Linked DNA regions of Zea mays: region 1 is linked to region 2. Evidence: chromatin contacts called from public Hi-C data. All regions are on one chromosome and are shown on one strand. The core of a region is the stretch at or near the end of the contact, and the rest is flanking DNA. Distances in the headings are between cores, read along the strand shown.

Region 1 (6,338 bases), core at 1,850-4,349, 380 kb before region 2:
ATATGCATAATGCATTCCGTGTTTCATACATTTGAGTATCTATCTTATAGCATGGACATTCAGGTAGCACACAACCAAGAACAAACATCAATTCAACATAATCCAGTACTAAACCATTGACCACACAATAAGAATATTGATAATCTATTAATTGGGACAGCTTTCCACTATGAGTATAAAGAAGAAGTGCTTAAGCATTTATCCAATAAATCTTTTAAGTAATGATCTAACTACTGAATACATAGATAAACATAAAGTTAGTGACTAAACTTACATATCTTGTGGAAGTGTTGATTCATCTGTACTGGAATATAGAAACAGTGATCCACCACTCTCAACACTCAGAACTTTCAGAGAAGTAAGATCAGTGTATTCATTTGTAATTGCAAAAAGGTCCACGCATACACCTGCTTGAACAGCACTAGTAGCCTGTGATATGCCAATCAGATATATTCTAAAATATTATCATAGTATATTGACTGATCTTTGTGCAAAGTTACCAGATTTCTGTAGAAACTTGTCTGCTCTTGAAGCAATATATGATCAGCACCCCTTGCTTTACCAGAATTTTGGTCCTCATTTATATCCAGCTGCCCAGCCCCATAATTGGGTGGACCAGATAAAAACGCAAATATCCTAGCTGTTTTTAAAAATATATATATCAGGACAAGTTACAGTGGCAGATAAGGTCAGGTACCACAGACCCCCACAGTCTTCAAACAAAATATGAAACATTGCTGTGGTCAAAGGCTCAAGGCATTAACATACCAAGCTCAAATGCATTTCCATATTCTGAACTTAGGTAGTTGATAAGAACATCCAACGCTACACCAAAACCACGTATGTGATGCAATACATGATCCTGTCCATCGTGCGCATTTGCTGCTACTTCCCAGGAAGACATTGGTTTAATTGTTTCAAGTGCTTCAGTAATGCGGTCTTTGCAGCTATCAATCTGTAAAGATGTAACTTGACGTTAGCATATACACAAGCGAGGTGAATATTCTGGGACCACAAGCCAGAGGCAAAAACATAAGGAGAAAACTGTAACTGACAGGACAATTTACATACAGAAGCCAAAAATGAGCAAAGGGGCATGATATCTTCAAGGTCGACTTGTAAGGCACCATCAGAATCAGGAGGGATAAACACATTCTTCACGATTGGTATTGGACCTTGGACATCATACAATCCTATTTTGCTGCTAAATGTCAAAAGTCCAAATAGTGATCCTGGCAAAAGAGCTGCATTACATCAAAAGATTAGTTTGTATGTAGCTTTATGAGAACTCCCAGTATTATGCTTTAACAAAAGATTAGCTCCAAGGACTTGAGGTCACCTTCAAGAGCAGCTTGAAGAGCACTTTTGACTAGCTCCAAGAACTCCTCTGAAGCTAAAATGCAATATGAAGAAACAATCATCAGAAACATGTGAGCTTTACCGAGATGAGAGAGAGAAGAGAGAAACCACGAAAGGAAAAAATCATGGGATGTACTCTCAAATTCAAGTTTGTGGAAAATTTAATGATTCGTTTATCAGATAAAACCGTGTAACTGTTAGAACCTCGTTAGGGTTTTGGGTTACTCCTGTTGTAATTACCTGTATGCCCCCTGTGTAATGGGCCTGGCCCCGCTACTTGGTCTATATTAATACACTCTCAATCCTAGTTAGGGTTAGGGTTTCATTCTCCAACTGTAACTTAATCTATAAGCCTAACAAATTGAGGCTAAAGATTTGACTGACTAGGAACACCAAAGTCAAGCACCATGTTAATGAAAATGGATTCCATCATTCAAACGGAATTCTGAAACTGTGTTCATCAAGCATCAGAATGCTGCAATGTTGTTTCCCTTTGACAACTATATAAAAGCAACTACTACACACCCCCAGGAAAATATAAATCACCTTGCCACCCATTGGATACAAAGTTTTAGCCTTTTAGAGCACGAGCACAGTAAGCACCAACGGGTTCCAACCTATGACAACCCTCTGCAGGCACTCAATCCATGCATATTGTACCATAATGTACTAAGCTAAATTCAGAGCATGATTACCACCAATCACTAAGGGGCCGTTTAAGAGACCTTCAACTTCATCTTCTACGAAGAGAATCACTAACACGTAAAATGCCAACCGATTTGGGTGGGGATACAGAGATAATCACTTCTCCATTTACAATAGGAGCTAGAAGTAAAAAAAAAAAAAAAAAACTGTTGCACTCTGCTCCCTGTTACGTTCTGGTGGGGATGATCAGAGAATCAATTCTCATCAGCTCCCCACCCTGCTCCCTCCTAGGAATCCAATGGAATCACTGCATCGGATAATGAAGGAGCAGAGCTGAAGAATCAGGGAGTGGAGCTCTCCCAAACGGAGCCAAAATGTTATGCTAGCGCCAAACATATACAGCTTGCGAAGGAACTGTAAGATCTTACAGGACAAGTCGATCGCCGCCACGTACACGGGCGTCGGAGCCGCCGCCGCTGCCGCCTCGCCCTCCTCCACTGCAAAATTCCACCACCACCAGGTTACCGCAATACCGCACCGTACCACAGCGCGCTGCATCCAAACCGAACGCCGAGAGAGGGAGAGATAGATAGAGACGTGTACCTGGGAGGAGGAGGTCGACGAACGCGGAGCGCATCTCGGGCGGGTCGTGGCCACCGTCGCGGGCGTAGCGCGCAGCTGCGTCGGCGGAGAGGTCATTCTCGGCGCCGCAGATGGCGCAGTTCCAGGACCAGCGGTCGAGCGGACAGAGCAAGTTGAAGTAGGCGAAGCAGGACTGGCAGCGCGGGAGGAGGTGGCCCTCGGTGCCGGTGGCCGGCGGGAAGCCGCGCTCATCTGTGGCAGAGAACGGGGTGATGGCGACGCCCCACGGCATGCCGCAAGCCGCGTGGAGCGCTGGGTCGGAGGGGAAGCAGGCGAGGCTCGCGCGCACCGCCATTGCCGGCGCGCAGATTTGGGGCTTGGTTAGATCTGGCGACGTGACGATAGATCTCAGGGAAGCTGCATGTCTCGAAGTGTTTTGGTTTTGGTGGTTTAACGAGTGGGCGGCGCCGCGGCGGGCAGGGCCTTCTGTGCTGGACTGGAAATGGAACAGGCCACGGAAGCTGATCGGAAGCGTCTACTATGATCCTGACGACTGGGGTCGCGTCGGACGGTGGGAAGAGGAACCATGACGAGGGATTATTCAAAAAAGTACTGGTTCGATTATTTCAATTCTATATGGATTAGAATATATTGAAATAGATTATAATAGATTTTAATTTACTATAAATTTAAACCAACTCAATATCATCCAATCCACATGGATTGACGGATAAATGAACAAGCGTTTCACCATTGACGAAAGCCCTAAGGCCTTGTTCGTTTCACCATTGATCCATGTGGATTGTGTGATATTGAATCGGTTTAAATTTATAACAAGTTAAAATACATTTTAATTCATGTCAATCCATATGGAATTGGAATAACTGAACGATGCCTTAGGGTTTGTTCTTTTTCATCTCAATCCATGAGGATTGTAGGGGTTTAGGTGAGTTTAAGTCTATAGTAAAGTCAAAAACTCTATTAAAATTCTCCAATCTCATCCAATCTATGTGACATAGAAATAAACGAACAAGGTCTAATATTATCCATCTATATTTATATCATCATTGTATAATTCACTAGTTTAAACTTTACAAAACTCACACACCTAAATCACCCCACACTTATAACCCCTCTAAATCCACCAAAAAAATTGCACCCAGACTTAAATATATCATTAAAATCAACGGGTTAGATCGCCAGATAATCTCTCTCCCTTTGCGTCATGTGGCTTCATGTCGTGAAACTGTTTTATATTTTTATAAAATAATATTGACGTATTTAAAGCAAACATACATATATTAGCACAAATTATTATTTTACAACGTATAAGAATATAGAGATAAAAATTTAAATTACTAGTATAAATTTATTTTGAAATAACAGCTTGTAAAAATTATTGTCGTATAGTTTAGTACGGTATAGGGTATACCCACTAGACAAACTATTAAAATAATAATTTGTGCTAATATATGTATATTTGCTTGGTCTATAAGTGGTACATAGGTAGATTAGACCGTGGTCGCGTCGCCTTTTGTTGACTTTTAGCACCTTCAACGAGGTAAGTGAACGTACGGACGTACGTTCTGGATCGGAGTGGTTGGCCGAGATGGGCATGCTCCGGGGAGGCGCCCGAGATACCTTCGGGCGAGTCAGAAATACGCTATTCGCCCGAGGCTAGCCTCGGACGAGTCGGGAATGAGTTTCTCGCGCAAGGTTGGTCTCGGGCGAGTCAGGAGTTAGGTTCTACACGCCTTAGTAAGGTTGGAAGCGTATTTGCTTATGACATTCTCTTACTCAAGCATCTAGACACTTTAGATTGTGATCTGAGTATCCCTAATTATGGTACCCGACAATTACCCCTAATTATATGGTACCCGACAAATGGAGATACTATCACTTGTGTTCTCTTGATAGGGCGTCCGTATGAACGCCTCATGTTCTAGTACTCCAATGTCCAAACGAGCATGGGACTAGGCAATCTGGCAAAGGTACAAGTGGACAACACCTGAATAATAACATATCTCTTTCTTGCATTTGGCACAATTACGCATCTACGCTACAAATCGCCTCCCATTCCATACATCCACTCCATCAACTTCTGTTTCATCGCTTGGTGCGAGTCCTCATGTCTCCAACAGCAAACTGCGCGGCATCTCCTTGTTTTATCAGGATCGCAGGACCTTTTTCGTATTTTCAGTTTTCATCATGTGACACGTTCCTGTCTAGTAGCATCCAAATCATTGCGCCCGCCGGCCCAGCCGGCCTTTCGGCGACGTAAACGCTTGCCGTCTGCATTGGCCGCAGCAACATCCCTGAAAGCTCCCATCTGTTTGACTGTCTCTTTCCAGGGAGAAGCTGAAAGCCTGAAACTGACAGGTTGATTTCAAGACGGGGCTTGGTTGATATCCAGAGACCAGATGTAACAAAGCACGGGGAAGAATCATATCACAAGAACCTGCACTTGGTCATCATGCCAAATTATCTGGACGACGATTAGTTCTAGCAAGCTGCAACCGCAACAGCGTGTGCCAAGGACAGTGTCAATAACTCAAAGATCGAATCTGAATGGAAGTGCAAGGTTGATCCATGCACGGGGACCAGCCCGGTCTAGTACAAGTCTTCCTCCCTGTGCGTCTGGATGACGCAGTCGGACGTCGGGTACGCGACGCAGGTGAGCGCGTACCCGGCACCGACCTGCGCCTCGTCGAGGAACGACTGGTCTGCCTGGTCGACGGAGCCCTCCAGGAGCTTGCCGGCGCACGTGGAGCACGCGCCGGCGCGGCAGGAGTAGGGCAGGTCGAGACCGGCCTCCTCGGCAGCGTCCAGGATGTAGCTGTCCTCTGGCACGTCGAGCACGCTCTCCTGCCCTTCGGGGCCGAGGAGCTTCACCTTGTAGACAGCGGCGACGCGCAGGTCTAGCCTCTCTCTCAAGCTCGGCGACGTCGGCACGCTCCTTGGGAAGCCCAAGTGAAGCGGCCGTTTTGTGCTGTTGTTCAGCAGAGGGGCCTTCTTCTGTTCGATGGTCCTGAAGCTGCAGAGAACTGGGGATGATGTGAAGGTTGCCATTGCCATCTTTGGGTGTTCGATACCTGGAAAATACATAGTCAGAACGGCGAGAGTTGAATATTAGATTAGCACCCAACATATGAAAGCTAACTACTCTCAGGGATTGTTTGAGAGCAAGGAGAAAGGAGGAGTTTGAGGGGGTTAGAATCCCTCGCTATTCAATTTTGAATACTGAGAGATTTTAGCCTCCTCAAACCACTCCATTCCCCTTCTCCCAAACAAGCACGGACAGAATTATGCGACTCAGAGAGCTTAAGGGCATGTTTGTTTGAGATTATAATCTGCCCAGATTATATAAACTAACTTATTTTAAACTAAAACTTAGTTCAAAATAAATTTAATTACATAATTTGGACATATTATAATTCCAAACAAACATCCCTTAAGTCAAGTAAGAACCTCAACTTCTATGAACCAAATAGGCCTTTCAGGCTAAGGTGTACAGCTGAAGGCAAGCCCTAGTGGGCTACAATTAGGCAGTAGCATCCGGTTCTAGCAATTAGCATCTCCACTAGTTCTCAATAAAAAAACCCCTAAATATCATGTTTAGAAAGTCCCTAAATAAATATTGAAAGTAATAAAACCTTTATTCTCGAATGGTTCCCTAGTTTTAGGTTGCTAAACATTTTTAAATTATGCCAGCTCACCTTTTTAATAGGCTCGCACTCCATCCGTTCCAAATT
Region 2 (6,650 bases), core at 2,688-5,187:
GGATCTCCACATATCAATAATGCTGATGTTCAGATTGATGTGCCTGTGTCATATAATATGGACAACATATGCAGGGCATCCAATAGTGTTGATGTTCAGATTGAGGATGAGGAGGAGCCATAATATGGACAACATATGCTTATATATCTTATAATATGTGATTATTTGAACTGTGGTTGTTAATAAAACAAGGGGAACTCTTGCAAAAAATTTTGTGAACTGTAAAAAACATAATAAGCAATAAGTAACGCATCTTTAGAGTTCTAAATTATTTTTGATACGTAAATACTACATATTAGGCTACAATTCTTCAGTCTGAATCACAATCTATGAGTAACTCATCTTCGGAGTCATCCGTCGCGCAATCCTCAACAACAACCTCATTCCACTTGTTGCATTGTCCTGCATCACACTTGTCACCAGTTCTTTTGTAATAATTGGCTTCTGCTTCATCTGCAGCTTGGGAGAATAGCTCATCCTCAGCCTCAGCCTCATCAGACTTCTTCTTGTAATAAGCTGCCTCTACCTCTGCGGCGGCCTGTGACATAAACTCATCCTCTTCCTCTTAAGCACGTAATCCTGCCTCAGCTAGTGCGATGAGCTCACTCAACCTTGACGTGTCGTCCTCCTCTTCTTCATGTAATCCTGCCTCTGCGAGGGCGATAAGCTCACTCAATCTAGATGTGTCGTCGTCCTCCTCCTCCATCGTTGCCATTTTATCCTGAACATATCTCGCATGCGCCTCATCGGCCAAATAGTTTACGCCGCTTCCAATCTCTGCAAATATAATGAGAAAATTAAGTTAGCAAAGTCAGGATAAATAAATTGTACTAACATAATTATAATATCATTTATCTCACTTACTTCCCTTGAGGCGATCAGCAAGATTATCCAACATCTGTTTCTCGGCTTGAGTCGCTTCCCATTCCCTTGCATCCTGTGCTCTCTTCTCATCTGCCGCCTTCAACCTCCTATACTCTGCACGCTTCGGGCTATCATAAAAGGCAGATTTTGCTTCCCTACGCATGTCGCGTATGCGATCGTTAATGTACGAATCGACGAGCCGAGATCCACAACGCATCTTCTGTCCCATTATTCTCTTGGACTCTATTGTGCGCATCACCTCTCCTTTGTCGTCGTAACTCTCCCAACTGCATTTCCTCGTCTCCTACAAAAAAATAGTAAGTACCGCTATAACATTACATCTGGTGCAAAAAAAATACCAACCTCATCGTAATCGACCATATGTCCACAAAAATATCCAACACCAAGCTCCGAAGGAACTAATCCATACTTAGCTTCAATACCACATTTGCAGAGTACTGGATCAAATTTGACCTCTTCTACCGCCCACCCCATGTATCTCTTTTCCTTTACCTCTGGCTCTGGCCAATGGGACAAAGGACCATACAACCACTCTCTGAAACGACACTTACGCCGCCCGTATGGCTGCAGGAGAAAAAATTAGTAATTTATTGTAAATAAAAACTAGTTCATACATTTAGCGTATCAATGGGCTCACATAATCAATGTTCGGACAACAGAACTGCTTGTCATAGTCTTCGTCGATGACAGCACGGTCTCCACAATCGCATCGAGGCGGTGAGTCCATCCGTCTTTCTGTTGCTACCTCCTTCTCCGCATCCGTCATTGGTGGAGGATTCGGGGGAGGAGGTACCCAACGCTTAAAACGCTCATGACTGGTCTTTCCACTCAACCAATTAACGAAAAGAAGATATCGAGGGTCAAATTTATCAGGACCATCGATCCACTGGAAAAAGAAACACCTCTGATGTCCCTAAAATAATGGAAAGATGCACTATTACATATCTACAAAATAATGAATGCGAACAAAATTAAGTGACAAGTCATAAGCTACGTACGTCCAAAGTGCCACAAAGGTAGTAGCAGCGAGCAGCCGTGTCTGGATGTTGTGATTGATGTACCCAAGCCAGTCTGCCACAGTCACAGTTAGGCACGGGGAGTTCAGGAGGAACAGGAGCATCCTTACTAGATACGTCCGGATATAACTCCCGAGGACGACCTCTCTTCTGCCACAACGCCTCTCGGTACATGTCTTTCATCTAATAATCGAAATGAGTTTATAATAAGTTTACATGTCTTTCATTTAATAATTATCACTTGTACCTATTATGCTTTATAACAAGTTTACACAAACTAATAATCGAAATGATAATATAATAGGTGTATACAAATTATTAAACTAAAAACCCAATATACAAAACGAATCAGTTGGAAATCATACCTTGGCCTACGAAGTGAACCAACTCAAATCTTTCAATCTAGCTAATTTTCACGAAGTTTGGAAATGGGATGAAATGAGCTGCTCTCGGCCAGCCGCGCGGGCGTTTTTATAGGAATTCGTAGCTCGGCGCCAAGATCTGTGGCGCCGAGCTACGAGGCCGCGCCGCCGCCACGTCAGAGACAGGTCAGCCCTGGACGCAACTAGCCGTTGCGGCCACGTCACAGCTCGGCGCCATAGGCTGTGGCGCCGAGCTGTGTTAGCTCGGCGCCACAGGCTATGTCGCCGAGCTAAGGGTCCAAAACTGCATTTAAAATTTTTTTAGGTCTAAACGTGATTTTACTTCTGTTTAAGGGCTAAAATACAAAAAAAAATTAGGACGCTTACATGCCTGCTGCTCCGAACAGCCGTAGCCGTACTCCGTTCCGCGATGACGGGCGTTCGGCGTTCCCAAGGGCTACGTGCGAGATTCCCACGTGGTGCGCCTAGCCTTCAGTCACGGAAATGCCCCCACCGCGCCACAGGGCAGGGCAGGGCAGGCCCACCCCGTCCGTCGCGCCGCCTGCCGCGGGCGCCCGTCGCACAATCGCATTTGCGTCGGCGGCGGTGCTCGGACGAACAGATAGATGATTATGCGCTCGCGCGGCAGGGACGATCGTGCGGTGGGCGCGGTGGTGGTGGGGTGCGGCGCGAGCAAAGACGCACACGAGGCGCCTGTGACTCTGTGAGTGAGTGAACGTAATGCTGCGAGGCGCCCGGGCGAGGAGCCAGGTCAGGTGCGTCGCCGGCGCCAAAGCTATCCAGGTCCAAGCCACCGCTGCTGCGGCTGTCGTCACGGGGCTTCACGAGAGCTCACTTGCAAGCGTCACCGCTGCAGCAAGACAGGTCGATTTATTTTTTTTTTATTAAAAAAACAAATTGCGCAAAAAGTTGCTACGAGCTGCTTACCTACTGGCACAGTGGTTAGTCCGTAGTAAGTAAGCATTTGACACTGCTGACGGCGCGACGCGACGGGCCACGCAACGCGCAGATCTAATCGGCAGCGTTGAGATGCCCGGTTTTTTCCCCTTCTTCGTCTTCGTTCTATATAATATACAATTCTAGTAGTACGCATGCTCTCTAGACAGACAAACGCTATGACAACCACCACGGCATTGTATGTAGGTAGTAGGTTTGAATTTCCAGCAGGGGACGGCAACGCGACCAAAAGGAAAAGCAGGCTCCTCTCGGCTAGTAGTTGTCACAGCTCCACAACGGGAAAAGGAAAAGGTAAAGCAGATGCGGATGCCACGTCCAGTTTTTAACGATGGGCAACTTCACGTCCGTTCCGCCGCATGTCTCTTTTCCCCTTCGCTCCAGTCCTTCCATGGCTCTTTGCTTTACTTCAGCACACCGACAAGGGAGGGAGTGCGGCCGTTGCGGGACACGAGGAAAAAGGGGGCGAAGCACGGCCACGGTAGCCAGCACGCTGCGCGCCTCTACTAGTACTACAGGCTACAGGTAGTGTTAATAAATGCCTGCAATAAAGAAAGAGCCGTAAATCCTAGGGTGGTGCCGACTGCCCCGAGGGGCGAGGGGCGAGGGCTTCATCTATTTGCGAGGTGCGCGTCCCACGGAGACAGACTACATATGAAGGAGAGAGAGAGAGAGGGAGTAGGGCACAGGGTCGAAGGGGCCCAAGGAGAGGCAGCCATCATCTGCTCCTCGTGATGCGCGCCGCTCATTGCTGCAGAGCGCTGCCGCTTTCGCCCCACTTGAAGCTTCAACTCCACTTCCCCAGTCTCGCCGCCGTTTCGGCCTAAAACTCCCGCAAATCCTCGCCCGCCGCACCCAGATTCTCCAGGTGGGAGCAGCGCGCGCCGCCGCCGCCGCCGACGACGACCGAACGCGGGCCGCACCAGCTCCCCGCTGCCGCCGCCGTCCGGTAAGATCCTCCGCTCAGCCCGCCAGCTCCACCTCTTGCAGGCCACCTTTCTGTTCTTGGGTTTGGTTCGGGTTGCTGTCTTTGTCCAAGTCGCGTAAGCGTATCCGCAGGTTTTCGGTCGGGGGGGGGGGGGGGGGGGGGGGGGGGGGCGTTTACCCCGGCTGCTTGCGTCGTCTTCTCCCTCAACGCCCAGGAGGGGGTTAACGGATCTTGCATCGTCTTTGCTAGGAAAAGAAGCGGAACCGCCGCCCTGCCTCACCTACCTACCGCATCTCTGTTGCTCCATTTGCTATCTCCCTTCATTTCCCATTTTATTTTATTACAAACAAAAAATGCAAAAAAATCTTAGCTTTCGAGCGGGTAAGGTAATAAGAGAGAAACGGCCGGACGTTGGGCACCACCAAGATCTACGGGCCTAGAGAGTTTTTAAACGGCTTTTTCCTACCATTTGTGCTAGTTCCGTCTGTTTTGTCTCTCTCTCTCTCTCCATCGTTACCTGATTCACATTTCATGTTTCGATCTTGCGCAGGGCTCCGTGATGCCGGCGGCTCTCGACCCAGGACAGCGGCTTCTCTGTTGGCCCAAGTGCACGCGACTGACTGCCGGTGCTGGTGCCTTGAAATGCGGCAGCCGTTCTACGGCCGGCCTCCCGTCCAGATGAAGGTGCAGCTGGTGGAACAGGAAGGCTCCAAGGGGATGGGTTCTTCCGGGTGCGCGGAGATAGTCGAGCTGGCGGACGACCCGAAAGCTGCTCGTCCTGCTGCGCATCTGAGAGTGAGGGTCAAGCCCGTGGGGCAGGAGGATGGGGCGCGGTCGTGCTCGCTGGAGGATGACCTTGACCAGCTCATCAGGTCGGTCAACGTGCGCACGTCGGCGAGGGCTTCTGGGCAGAGGAGCACCGATAGATGGCTTATTGGGCTCGGGAAGTCGCCGGTGTCGGGCTCAGAGATTGTGGAGTCCGTGAGCCTGAAGCAGGCCCTTAGGAAGATGTGCATCTCCCAGGCGTCGGAAATGGCAGCCATGAAGAGGCTGTCAAAACCGACAGGGGCGTCCACCCCTTCTGATTCTGGGGCGACCAAGAAGCTATATGGCTCTGTTGCAGTTCAAGCCAACGGGGAGCAAGATGACAAGAGTAAGGTGGGCAACGTTTATATGCTGCCTGAGAAACTGGCAGGAAGTTCGATTGGTAAGGCAAATGAAATCAGCAAGGGGCAGAGTAAGAGCTCAGCCAAGAAGAATTTGAGATCAGCATCTCCTACCGCAGTCAAGGTTCGCAAAACCAGAATCCAAGATGTGATCAGTAACAAGTCATCAGAGGCGGTTGAAGATGTTTCTGTAGGAGCAACACTGCCAAGGCAAAGGAAGGGGAAATCTGTGAAAACGTCTAGCCCCCGGGCTGTTCCGGTCGGTGGCTCACGGCTGGTGAGGCCAATGTTTCGGAACAAAACCTCGACCAAAAAGAAGGTCAAACCTGAACCTGCTATAGTGCCCGCATCGCACAAGCATTGTGAGACGAAAGGTCCTAAGTCTCACGCTAGTAAACAGAAGGAGTCCCTTCAGGATGAACCCAGAACCCCAGCACCAGCTAACAAGAAGGCTGCTGTCAGCTCCACTGTTGATGGATCTGATTTTGGCACCAAAGGGTGTGGCACTGGTGTGATCCATGGCCCGAAGGTTGGTGAGCTGTCAAGATCAAAGGAGAAGGGTGAATGCTCCCAAAGCTCTAAGAGTAGCATTGGTGATTATAGCACCAGCACCAGCATCAGTGAGGACAGTTATGGCAGCTTCAGTGCTAACGGAAGCAGGCCTCACATGTCAAAGGATGTGAGATGGGGAGCCATCAGGTGCATGGCTATCCAACAAGGGAGCTTGGGATTGAAGAACTTCAAGCTTCTCAAACAACTTGGTTGTGGGGATATTGGCACTGTTTATTTGGCTGAGTTAGTGGGATCAGACTGCATGTTCGCTTTGAAGGTTATGGACATTGAGTACCTCATAAGCAGAAAGAAAATGCTCAGAGCACAAACTGAGAGGGAGATACTGCAAATGCTCGACCACCCGTTCCTTCCAACTCTGTATTCTCATTTCACGACGGACAACCTTTCTTGTCTGGTAATGGAGTTTTGCCCTGGTGGTGACCTGCATGTTCTTAGGCAGAAACAACCTACCAAAACCTTTTCGGAAGCAGCTGCAAGGTATGGACCTTTAGTCGTGTCATCAATGTGCTATCTTTATGCACTATTAGCTACTTTACCAAGAACTAAAAATGGTGTTTATATAATCTCACTGCATTTGCTACCAGATAGATGTTTTTTTGTCCAGTGATAGTGAACCATGCTATTGTAATCCAATATTTTGCATTTTTTATTTAGGTTGCATATTACTAATGAGTTATTGTAACTTAAGAGAATTTACATTTTATTTATATGTTTCATTTTAGTACTGAGCTATTGTAATTCAAGA

Evidence for each region. A called contact is a pair of places that touch in the nucleus more often than the background predicts.
Region 1: a contact with region 2 is called in a Hi-C map of leaf mesophyll, with 3 times the contacts expected there. The contact joins the promoter of LOC103641619 here to the promoter of LOC100383516 in region 2. A contact is called at or near these places in 6 of 25 Hi-C or Micro-C datasets (bundle sheath, ear, endosperm and 3 more).

Annotation. Positions count from the first base shown.
Region 1 is chr10:116,705,188-116,711,525 of Zm-B73-REFERENCE-NAM-5.0, reverse strand. It overlaps LOC103641619 (protein transport protein Sec24B), which reads right to left and starts at 3,099. Exons shown (of 13, transcript XR_004853266.1): 1 at 2,608-3,099; 2 at 2,433-2,501; 3 at 1,340-1,393; 4 at 1,072-1,244; 5 at 769-955; 6 at 501-640; 7 at 275-429. LOC100283643 (ferredoxin-3) reads right to left here. Exons shown (of 2, transcript NM_001156544.2): 2 at 5,036-5,678. The coding sequence starts at 5,661. The coding sequence ends at 5,197.
Region 2 is chr10:116,329,579-116,336,228 of Zm-B73-REFERENCE-NAM-5.0, reverse strand. LOC100383516 (putative protein kinase superfamily protein) reads left to right here and starts at 3,937. Exons shown (of 3, transcript NM_001176164.1): 1 at 3,937-4,187; 2 at 4,717-6,382. The coding sequence starts at 4,809.